2 separate regions of the Oncorhynchus mykiss genome follow, and region 1 is linked to region 2. The links are chromatin contacts, called in public Hi-C maps. All regions are on one chromosome and are shown on one strand. The core of a region is the stretch at or near the end of the contact, and the rest is flanking DNA. Distances in the headings are between cores, read along the strand shown. Region 1 holds the start of LOC110522065 (ribonucleoside-diphosphate reductase subunit M2). Region 2 holds the start of cpsf3 (cleavage and polyadenylation specificity factor subunit 3).

Evidence for each region. Hi-C and Micro-C count contacts between places; a contact is called where the count stands out from the background.
Region 1: a contact with region 2 is called in a Hi-C map of liver, with 2.6 times the contacts expected there. The contact joins the promoter of LOC110522065 here to the promoter of cpsf3 in region 2. A contact is called at or near these places in 2 of 3 Hi-C or Micro-C datasets (blood and liver).

The regions. Positions count from the first base shown.
Region 1 is chr4:10,793,387-10,799,460 of USDA_OmykA_1.1, reverse strand. LOC110522065 (ribonucleoside-diphosphate reductase subunit M2) reads right to left here and starts at 2,869. Exons shown (of 10, transcript XM_021600137.2): 1 at 2,557-2,869; 2 at 2,242-2,310; 3 at 1,497-1,640; 4 at 1,288-1,404; 5 at 1,059-1,192; 6 at 366-460; 7 at 157-290. The coding sequence starts at 2,649. It overlaps LOC118964513 (a small nucleolar RNA gene), which reads right to left and starts at 1,005; the gene lies at 865-1,005.
Region 2 is chr4:10,613,440-10,619,503 of USDA_OmykA_1.1, reverse strand. It overlaps cpsf3 (cleavage and polyadenylation specificity factor subunit 3), which reads right to left and starts at 1,894. Exons shown (of 18, transcript XM_021600132.2): 1 at 1,687-1,894; 2 at 1,299-1,362; 3 at 1,083-1,180; 4 at 681-809; 5 at 148-325. The coding sequence starts at 1,757. It overlaps asap2b (arf-GAP with SH3 domain, ANK repeat and PH domain-containing protein 2), which reads right to left. Exons shown (of 27, transcript XR_005051461.1): 23 at 5,470-5,571; 24 at 5,014-5,284; 25 at 3,863-3,945; 26 at 3,581-3,700; 27 at 2,520-3,433.

The DNA of each region.
Region 1 (6,074 bases), core at 1,620-4,119, 180 kb before region 2:
AATTAGTCATGAAGAGCGTTGCTTTTTCAGTGAAACAAGCACATGAAAGGTATCCAACGTCATGTAGTATTAGTAACCAAATAGTTGTAATGATTTAATTTCAATTAGGTTAGCATGCTGGGATCATAGGTAAATCAACGCAATAGAAACACCCACCTCGTCTCTGCTGATGAGCTCATTGGAGAAGGTTAGGCCAGGCATGAGCCCCCTCTTCTTTAGCCAGAAAATGGCAGCAAAGGAGCCAGAAAAAAATATCCCCTCAACAGCTGCAAAGGCAACCACACGCTCACCTGGAATAAAAACATCGCTCATTACCAACTGGCCACCCAATCATGTGCCGGTTAGGAAAAAAGTTATGTACATACCAAATTTAGCACTTTTGTTGCCGATCCAGTTCAGGGCCCAATCCGCCTTCCTCTTCACACAAGGGAGGGTTTCAATGGCATTGAAGAGGTAGTCCCTGTAAGACAAAGAAAAGTATATTAGGCAACATTGTCACAAAGTAGAAGGCTGAACTATAAAATGCTTAAGACTTAAAAAAGTTCAATGTGTAGAAATCACTGCCATTTCTGGTTGCTAAGAACACTAAGTTCTACTAATTTCAGTTTATGTGACAAAACATTCAACGTATAGTATTGTACTTTCAAACTAATCAAAAGATGTGTACAAAACTGAAAATAAGATTAAAATTGTAACAGAAGCATAGAAAGTGCACATAGAACAGAGCAACTGCTTAGACTCACATTAAATTTGAATTTCCTGATCTGTAACTCATTCCTATGCAAATTTGGTCCGGTAACCCTAAAAGCTACATATTGCAGTAGGGTCTTGAATTAAGGGCATTGGTGTAGATTTTATCATCATGAGGCACAGTCTGGCATCTATATCATGTTGGGACCCCACCCAGTCAGCAGACCACATGCCCACTGAGCTAAGAACTAGTAGCTACACTCAGCTCCCATTAAAAGCTGAGGTACATAAACCAGCGCTTCTTACCACTGCCAGAAAATACAGAACTCCCCTGCACTACCAACTAAGAGCTTGACTGACAGTCTGACCTCTCTTTGGGGTCTTTGATGTAGGTGTCAATGAGCAGGCTGTACATCTCAGAGTGGATGTTCTCCATGGCGATCTGGAAACCATAGAAGCATCTTGCTTCTGTCACCTGGACTTCCTGTGTAAAGCGCTCCACCTAGTAGAGAAACAGGAGACTCCCATTAGATCAGTGATTTCTTGTGTAGATAGTTAAATATTGACTGTTGTATTGTACACACACAAGCAATTTACCAGGTTCTCGTTGACAATGCCATCACTAGCAGCAAAGAAAGCCAGTATGTGAGAGATGAAGTATCTCTCCTCTTCCTTCAGAGACTCCCAGTGTTGTGTATCTTTGGACAGATCAACCTGGAAAACAAAATTAACTAAAATATCATGAACCAGCTCACATATCATTTACTTATGCCAACACCACTAATGATGCAGCAACTTGGACATACCTCCTCTGCAGTCCAGAAAGAAGCTTCTGCCTTCTTATACATCTGCCAGATGTCATGATACTTGATAGGGAAAATGACAAACCGGCGTGGATTTTCCTTCAGGAGTGGCTCTTCTTCAGCATTGAATTTCTCGACATCTTTAGGCTAACAAAGTATAAAAAAATATATTTTAAAAATAGTTTAATCTCATTACTAGTCAAATGTTGCAGAGGTAAAACAAACTTTCCTCAATGGTTAGAAAAACAGAATGTGCTTATAATTTAAGTGGAAATACATGAATGAAATAAGACAAAAAGGCATACCAGTTTATGTAGACTGTCCACAACCCAACGTTAAAGACGGTTGAGTTATGCTATTTAACAGTTGTTAGCAGTAACTAGCTAGTGACCTACTCAAGACAAAGGCTTTCGTGGCATGGCTGGAATGGAAGGCTACTGGCTAGCAACTGACGTTAGTTAGCCTTATGAAACACTTGAGTAGACAGCTTGTGTAACTAATACAAACCATTCAAACATATGCTTGACTTGAGTTCCTCGATTGCTAGCTTACATTTGACATAGACGGCATCATGATTTGATGACTCGGCAGGTAGCTAGAATAGGCGATATTATTTGCGGAAAATGAACACCTCGGACACATTCTAGCTAATTACCATGTTAGAGTTAATTACGCATGTCGATGAGCTACAAAAATGAGCACTGCATAAACTGACAACATCAAGCAAAAGTAGCCATTGTTCACGCACCTCAGAATCTGCAAAGATTTTGCGCGCGGTTTTCGAGGCCAGAATCCGGGTCATGTTCAGGCTGGGAGGCTGCATTGGGAGGAATGACACGTTACCTTTGACAAATTAGATAACTGGCTTCCTTAATTTACATTCAATTGATTAATATGCTGGACAGAAAGACGTGACAGGTTAACTTTGCCTAGTTAGGTTACGGCTAGTAAAGTCATTTAGCTAACCAGCTGAGGCGAGTTTGCCTACCCACCTTTTAAATAAAACCAACGACATCAAAAAAATAGCTAGGTAAAATAGAGTTCACGTCGACTTCAAACTTACCGTGTTTTCCTTGTCAACGAGTGAAATGTTGTCCATTTGAGTGGTGATAGCGTTTTCATCTTTCTTGACGAGTGGTGAACGAGTTGCAAACATTTTTAAAGACACACGAGTTACACAACAGAAACAATTTGAGGATAAGTTAAACGTCACTAAAATTGCAAAAAAAAAATATATATATTCACAATCAACAGCACAATCCCATTGCCTAGATCAACGCCACAATCAAACGCAAACAACTCGAGTTCCCCGTATTTATTGAATTTCTGGCGGTCGATTCCAAGTCGTCAATGGAGTCAAAGCTTTTGTTGGTATTTAAATTTCTTAGAGGGTGCAGCCAATCAGATTGCACTTTTCTCACGCGTCATTTTAAAGCTTGCGGGAAAACTGCTGATACTGTTACAAAACCAAGAAAGGAAAAAGTTAAAATGTCAGGAAAGGCGCGCTAATGTCAAACAATAGAGCTATGCCATTATTTATCCCAAAAAACCTTGACTGTACTATGTTTTTAAAACGTTGAATTACAAAACATAATGTCATATATAAAGTTAGAAATGTGTAGAAAAATATGACAGAACAGCAAGTGAAAAAAGTTTACTAACAAGCTGGATGGCTGGCTAGTGGCTAACTAACAAGATTTTCAGCAAACTTAACATGTGTAAATATTTGTATGAACAAAACAAGATTCAACAACTGAGACATAAACTGAACAAGTTCCACAGACATGTTACCAACAGAAATTGAATAATATGTCCCTGAACAAAAGGGGAGTCAAAATCAAAAGTAACAGTCAGTATCTGGTGTGGACACCAGCTGCAACAAGTACTGCAGTGCATCTCCTCCTCATGGACTGAACCAGATTTGCCAGTTCTTGCTGTGAGATGTTACCCCACTCTTCCACCAGGGCACCTGCAAGTTCCCGGACATTACTGGGGGGAATGGCCCCATCGTCACCCTCCAATCAAACAGGTCCCAGACGTGCTCAATGTGATTGAGATCCGGGCTCTTCGCTCGCCATGGCAGAACACTGACATTCCTGGCTTGCAGGAAATTACACACAGAACGAGCAGTATGGCGTGTGGCATTGTCATGCTGGAGGGTCATGTCAGTATGAGCCTGCAGGAAGGGTACCGCATGAGGGAGGATGTCTTCCCTGTAACGCACAGCGTTGAGATTGCCTGCAATGACAACAAGCCTTGTCCAATGATGCTGCGACACACCGCCCCAGACCATGACAGACCCTCCACCTCCAAATCGATCTGCTCCAGAGTACAGGCCTCGGTGTAACTCACATTCCTTCAATGATAAACGTGAATCCGACCATCACCCCTGGTGAGACAACCACGACTCGTCAGTGAAGAGCACTTTTTGCCAGTCCTGTCTGGTCCAACGACGGTGGGTTTGTGCCCATAGGCGACGTTGTTGCCAGTGATGTTTGGTGAAGACCTGCCTTACAACAGGCCTACAAGCCCTCAGTCCAGCCTCTCTCGGCCTATTGCGGACAGTCTGAGCACTGATAGAGGGATTGTGCGTTCCTGGTGTAACTCGGGCAGTTGTTATTGTCGTCCTGTACCTGTCCCGCAGGTGTGATGTTCGGATGTACCGATCCTGTGCAGGTGTTGTTACACATGGTCTGCCACTGTGAGGATGATCAGCTGTCCGTCCTGTCTCCCTATAGCGCTGTCTTAGGTGTCTCACAGTATGGACATTGCAATTTATTGCCCTGGCCACATCTGCAGTCCTCATGCCTCCTTGCAGCATGCCTAAGGTACGTTCACGCAGATCAGCGGGGACCCTGGGCATCTTTCTTTTGGTGTTTTTCAGAGTCAGTAGAAAGGCATACAGGCATTATTTCTAACAAAATGGTGCTGTTGAACAGAATTTGTTTTTTCCCCGGGTGTGTATGTGTTTACCTCATAGAAAAAACAAAGACTGAAATGATTATGCAAACGCATTCTCAGCCGCTATATAACCTCGGTTATCCCCCTTTGTGAATGAAAGGTCAAACTAACGTCAATCTTCTCCGTGTAACAGATAGGATCATGGGACAGTTCAGAGTACAACGCATTTCTCATCCCTGGATTGAGGTACGTTTTCCGAGACATACAGTGAGCTCCAAAAGTATAGGGATAGTGAAATGTTTTGTTGTTTTGGCAATGTACTCCAGGCCTTTGGATTTGAAAGGATACAATGACTATGAGGTTAAAGTGCAGACTATAAACGTTCATTTGATGGTATTTCAATCCACATCAATATCGGGTGAACCGTTTAGAAATTATAGCCCATTTTGTACAGGACCGAGTTTGGGAAACCCTGTTTTAGGGGACCAAAAGTGTTGGGACAAATTCACTATTGTACAGTATTTTGTCACAAATTCCTAGCATCAATGATTACATCAAGCTTGTGACTCTACAAACTGGATGCATTTGCTGTTTGTTTTGTGTTTCAGAATATTTTGTGCACAATGGAAATGAATGGTAAATAATGTATTGTGCCATTTTGGAGTCAGGTTTATTGTAAATAAGAATAGAATGTTTCTAAACAGTATTACATGTGGATGCTACCATGATTACGGATAGTGCTGAATGAGTCGTCGCTGGCCTATTAGCTGCCACTGATTGTCTTTCCTCCCCCTCCTTGTATGTTTATTGTTTGCACCTGTTAGTGAGTCATTAGTTGGGCTTTATTAGACAGGCCCGCCTGTTTCTTTGTGCGGGATTAATTATTGTGACCTTCGGTTATGTAGTAGAGGAACGTGGTTGGTCCTGGCCGTGTATTCTGCTGTACTATTTTCGTCCCCCGTGTTTGGGGCATTTGGTTTTGAGCACCCAGTGTTGCGTTAGTGCATAGAGCACAGTATTGCACTCTGTTTCCTGCGCCAGACTCCACACCCACGACGCCGGAGCGTTACAGTGATTAACAGGGGAGGTTAGCGGTTTTTTTTTTGGGGGGGGGGGGGGGGGGGGCTATGATATTTATCTATAACTTTTTCACTGATCATTATTCACGATCCATTCAGGACTATCTGTAATGATTGTGGAGTTCACATTAATGTAGAACAAGTTGAGGAGAAGTATTTAGAAACATCTTATTTACAATTTATGGGGGGTAGGGTAAATGTCTGTTGGGGGGGGACAAGATCTAATCAATGTGTATTGGTCACATACATGTGAATAGCAGATGTTATTGTGGGTGTAGCAACATTATTGTACTTCTAGCTTTGACAGTGCATTAATATTTAACAAGTAATATCAAAAAAATTACACAACATATACCCAATACACGCAAATCTAAGTAGGAATGAATTAGGAATATATAAACTCAGCAAAAAAAGAAACGTCCCTTTTTCAGGACCCTGTCTTTCAAAGATCATTCCTAAAAATCCAGATAATTTCACAGATCTTCATTGTAAAGGCTTTACACACGGTTTCCCATGCTTGTTTAATGGAGCACAAACAAACAATTAATGAACATGCACCTGTGGAACTGTTAAGACACTAACAGCTTCCAGGAGGTAGGCA
Region 2 (6,064 bases), core at 645-3,144:
TGAGCTCAGGAGAGAACAGTATTTCTGGGAAATCATGTACTATTTATGATAAGAACCTTTTCTTATGGTCCTTTCACAAAGAAGATGATGAATAAGCTGTAGTTGCTTTTCCTGTCCCAGTAGTCAATGTAAATGTAATGTAGTCACCTTCACGCCAGCTATCTCGATCATGAACATGGCTGCCCCCAGGACGTGACCGGCATGGTAACACCAGAACTTGATGCCGGCCACCTCCTTCACCTCGTGAAAGTTGATGGTCTCGATCTTGTCCATGCTCTCCTCCAAGTCTGTCTCTGTGTACAGCATGTCGTCGGCTGAGATGTTACTGGGAGGGAAAACACAGAGACAGTCAGGGGCACAATGTGAACCCGAATCATCCATAATGGATAATGGCATCTCTACAATTGTTTTGCCCTGAAGACATGGCTGTGTAGACTTATGACGTCTAACAGTTAGATGCCAAAGGAGTCGACGTAGGAATCTACAGCCATGTCTTCAGGGCAATACATTTAGCAGCTACTCTATCAAGAAAGAAACAGTAGAGTACGCTGCTATTTCCACAAACCGAGTAAGACCATTGTCAATGGCCTATGTTCCTTATAGGAATGTTCCTTATAGGAGCCAAAGGCTAAAGTTAAGTAAGTCAGGCTGTTATTGGAAGTTAATAAACTCTTGTCTACCTGACTTTGACATAATCAGACAGCAGCCAGCGGTAAATGGCTTTGGTGGCGTGGGTCATGAAGGTCCTTCCTTTGAAACTGGTCTTCTGGAGAAACCAAGGCAAGGCTCCACAGTGGTCCAAGTGGAAACTGAGATAGAGAGAGGAGATTATAGAGAACTGAATATGGTGCATTAGAACACTGAACTGTCTTCAGTGTGTTAATTCATCTGACCTGGGGAAACATATAATGGGGTTGTGTTTATAAGGCCCAAAACGTAGGAAAACTCACAGAAACATAAAGCTATTTCTGAACTTGTCCATATAAGAAACATTTGTTTATGTTTTAGGTTGTGAAAAGTTTTGCTACAGTTGAACTTGACCCCAATAAACACAACCCAGATGAGAGATTAGGAATACTCACTGGCTGATAAGAAGCAGGTCTATCTCAGCAGGATCGATCAAGTCAATATATGGAAGAGCATCCATTCCTTCCAATCCTGGGTGGATTCCACAGTCCAGCTACAAAGGAAAACGGTTGTTGTACTCAATTATCAGGTTACTTCTATTTTGGAATGTCTCATACAATCCATAATGCATGGTAAATTCAACAGGGACAGCAGAGTGCACGTAATATTACCATGATTTTCCGTCCCTTGAACTCCAGAATGATGCATGACCTTCCCACCTCCTGCCCAGCTCCACTGTGAGAGGGAAAGAGACGTCAATCACTGTCTGATGACATTTGTGAGACAGTGACGTTCTGGCAGATTCAGAAAAATCTTATGCGTTATGAACGTAATGCATAGCTACGGTAGCTACTTGAAAATACCATCTAGCTATCTATACGTATAAAAGGTAAATCACTGTGGCATCTTTGGACAACTACTAATACTAGGTAACATTGAACAAATTCATAATTTATCTAACTAGGTAGACAGGCATCAGTCTTCATGTATTGCTAGTTAGACGGGCTAAATTAGCTAGCTAGCCAAAAAGCTCACGAAATGTTGAATGTATAAACCCACAGTGGTCTGATGAGGAGCTGATCACTTTCCTCAGCAGGCACTGATAAATCAGCTTTGCGTTTCGCCGCCATATTTTCTCTTACGATTTAATTAAAATATATATGCTTATTATGTATTAATTGTACTAATTCATTCTTCTGACACCTACAGAAACTAACCGCACGCTGACTATAACAACACTTCCGGTCCAGCGATATATGTCCGTACGAGGAATGGTCTTTGCTATAATGGGTTCCGATGTTGTAACATGGGGCGCCCATTCAGGAGCACACAACGTTTTGTAACGTTCAGGTAGAAATATGTTATTTAGAACAAACATGCTTCTCCAACATATAAAACACGAAATCATGTGGGCTGTATTTATGACATTTCTATCAGCAACGTTGGAGAACGTTTGGCAACTGAACATGGTCCTGATTTTAGGGCATAGTAGTCAGAGCACAGTATAATCACAATGACATTGCTATAATCTATCCTCTGAAAAAGGACTCTTTCATTTATGGACGTCATTTAAAAAGTTTGTTTTCATTGTGCTACATACAGATTACTCAAGAATATGTGGGTTGGTCCATTTTTTTGCCTAGTTGGTCTGTCTAACAAACTTTTTGGGGCTCAAAATTATCACTATCTCGCTAATATTGGTGCCCTCAAAATGGCAGTGTGGGGGCCTCAAGGAAAAATATTGGCTGGTGTTAGAAATACCAGGGGCAATTTTTGGTCCCAGTCCGCCCCAGAATCAGATAATGGTTCTGTTCATAATCATTAAAAATAAAATGGAGTGACCACTACAGATCTGTCTTAACCGAATGCAATGAAGACAAAACACACAATGAGCCATTTCACGTTTTAATGAATAACCATGGACATGTAAAGAACATGAGGGAAGAGGAAAACGTAGGATGTACATTCCTTTCAATTATCTCAAATGTTACAGCTACAATATACATACAGAGTTACCCTGCAACCCTTTTTCCAGCATCATATATTCACAAATGCTCTCTTGATAAATTAGATTCCATGTTAGATTCAAACATATCAGTTTCCCATCAGCAGAAGCTGTCATAGGATGATCATGCTCGGTGATACACAGCAATGTAATGACTGATGTAATATATAGACTTTGAGTGGTTGTAGTACAATACGTTTTTTATTATACCAAGTTAAACTTTAAATACGCATCTGAATTGATAACACAATAGCGAAATATTGAATTTAAAGACAAGTTTGACTGTGTCTTCAAGGATGCAAATATAATCAAGCAGAATCTTGCTCCAGTTATTTCCAGTTGTCCCAGCAAACCAAGTGGAAATATACTTTCTCAAAACTTAGCATGCAGGTTGAACAGTTTCCCCCATTTCCCCCCCAAATATTCCAGCATTGTAGATTAGAACATTCTGTTGGCAGGTCAGAGGTCACCTAGTCATCATCTTTGGCTGTTTGGATGCATGAGAATATCACCACCCACACGTGTGATGTGCACATCCCACACCTCTTTCACTCATAGACATTGTTTTTCTCCCGATATAGTGCACTATTTCTTATATAGTGCACTACTTATAGGGCTCTGGTCAAAAGTAGTGCACTACATAGGGGACAGGGTGCAATTTTGGACAAGAACAGATAACACACAGCCTAGTAGTGAGCGACAGCTCCGGTCACACCATCAGATGCATCAGTCAGTGATTAAGTGCACAAATGTCACAGGGAAGACTCCTTTCCTAGTCGAATCCCCCTCAATATGTCCCACCTGCAACACACACACAACAGGACACACAGTCAGTGGATCAGAGACATAAGGACACAGTCAGAGGATGTGTGTGTGTGTGCAGTTTGTGTGTGCGTATGTGTGTGCGTGCCTATGCGTGTGGGTGTGTGTTGGAGCTGTTGTACTTACCCACCACTCCTGGTCCTCCTCTCCATCCACTACAATCACCTCTCCCTCGGTGAACGTTAGCTCATCTGGGTTATCAGCTAAACAGCTGTAGCGGGCTTTCACCCTCCTGGACCTCTGTTTCTAAGGGCCAAATAATAATAGGTTAGACAAGAAGATGTTAGTTCATGTTTTTTTTGCAAGTGTTCAATAATCAGTGTAAATATGATATTACTGTATTGCTATAATAGCCTGTGTGTTAGGTATTGATTGCATGCCACTGATTGGCTGAGTTGAGGATCTCACAGGGAGGTTAGCGCGGGGCTTGGGTGTTGGTGGAGGAGTTGGACCAAAGCTCGGAGGGGATCCAGTTACAGGTGCATTCTTTACTGCTCACACACAAGCAAAAAGACACATTGGAACATTTAATCATTGTAATTTTACCAACTCCATTATTCGAACCAATTGGCATGACAAATCCATAAGGAATTGGCAAGAAAGAAGAAACAGACTGGCACCCAGATGAATAAAAACAAAGCTCTTTGAACCAGAGCAGGCTAGTTATTAGATATTGTAGGCTGAGTGTACAAAACTTTAGGAACACCTTCGTAATATTGAGTTGCACCCCCTTTTACCCTCAGAACAGCCTCAATTCATCGTGTCATGGCCACTACAAGGTGTCAAAAGCGTTCCACAGGGATGCTGGCCCATGTTGACTCCAATGCTTCCCACAGTTGTGTCAAATTGTCTGGATGTCCTTTGGGTGGTGGACTATTCTTGATACACATGGGAAACTGTTTGAGAGTGAAAAACCCAGCAGTGTTGCAGTTGTTGACACAAACTGGTGCGCCTGGCACATACAACCATACCCTGTTCAAAGGCACCTAAATATTTTGTCTTTCCCATTCACCTTCTGAATGGCACACATACACAATCCACGTCTCAAGGCTTAAAAATCCTTCTTTAACCTGTCTCCTCCACTTCATCTACACTGATTGAAGTATATTGAACAATACGGTTTTATAGCTTTCACCTTGAGTCACCTGGTCAGTCGTGGAAAGAGCACGTATTCCTAATGTTTTGTACACTCAGTGTATACTAAAAATGTGTGAATGTTATTTGAGTGTGTGATGTGTTTACCGGATCTATTAGTTTGTCCAGCAAGCCTGCCGGGTGGTCCTTTAGGCATGGGTTTATCTGAACTGAAACCACACACACATTAATTGTCTTAGTTATCTGATAATACATATCATTATAAACCTAATACAATTAAATGAGAACATATGAACCTAAATTGGTCAGCGGACGTATCAAGCGTCTCAGAGTAGGAGTGCTGATCTAGAGTCAGGTCCCCCCCTATCCACATAATCATATTTATTGTGATCTAAAATACTAAACTGATCCTAAATCAGCACTCTTACTCTGAGATGCTTGATACATACTGCCCAAGTTCTTACATAGTGGGTGATTTAGTTGATTTGGACCGTGCGGCTCTGCTTCTGGGATGGTGGGCTGGTACAGGAGGGGGCTGTGTGAGTCGGAAGGAGGGTGCAGGGGGCACTGTTGGCGGGAATGGTGGTAGTGGGATGATGGGGGACACTGGAGGCCCAGGTAATACTGAAGGTAGTGGTGGTAGAGGAGCAGTCTTATGGCTTCTAGACTCCATCACACTGGTCCTTTTACTCACCAGGGGAGGCGGAGCAGCAGGTGGAACAGCTGGGGGAAACACTGGATGGAGACAAGGGAGTGATATCAATCAGTCAAATGTATAAAAAAAAAAAGAAGAAGTTTAACATCGGCAGTTGTACTTATACAGTACTTAAATCGTGTTGTTGTGCCAGCAGCGCAGCATAATCACATGAGGGATAGGTCAGGAGCTAGTACTATCTGGTAATATAATGTAGTGCACTTACCATTCATGGAGCTGTTACGCTCCGGGATGTGAGGGTTCGGGGGGTCTGAGGAGGACCTCTGTCTACCCACCACCTCCATATGAGCCTGCTTCCACCCAGGGCCTACAAGGTTACAGTCATAGGGTCAATCATGTGTAGGGTGCAGTCTTTCGGATGGGACGTTAAACGGGTGCCTGACTCTCTGAGGTCATTAAAAAAGATCCCATGGCACTTATCGTAAGAGTAGGGGTGTTAACCCCGGTGTCCTGGCTAAATTCCCAATCTGGCCCTCAAACCATCACGGTCACCTAATAATCCCCAGTCTACAATTGGCTCATTCATCCCCCTCCTCTCCCCTGTAACTACAGTGCCTTGCGAAAGTATTCGGCCCCCTTGAACTTTGCGACCTTTTGCCACATTTCAGGCTTCAAACATAAAGATATAAAACTGTATTTTTTTGTGAAGAATCAACAACAAGTGGGACACAATCATGAAGTGGAACGACATTTATTGGATATTTCAAACTTTTTTAACAAATCAAAAACTGAAAAATTGGGCGTGCAAAATTATTCAGCCCCCTTAAGTTAATACTTTGTAGCGCCACCTTTTGCTGCGA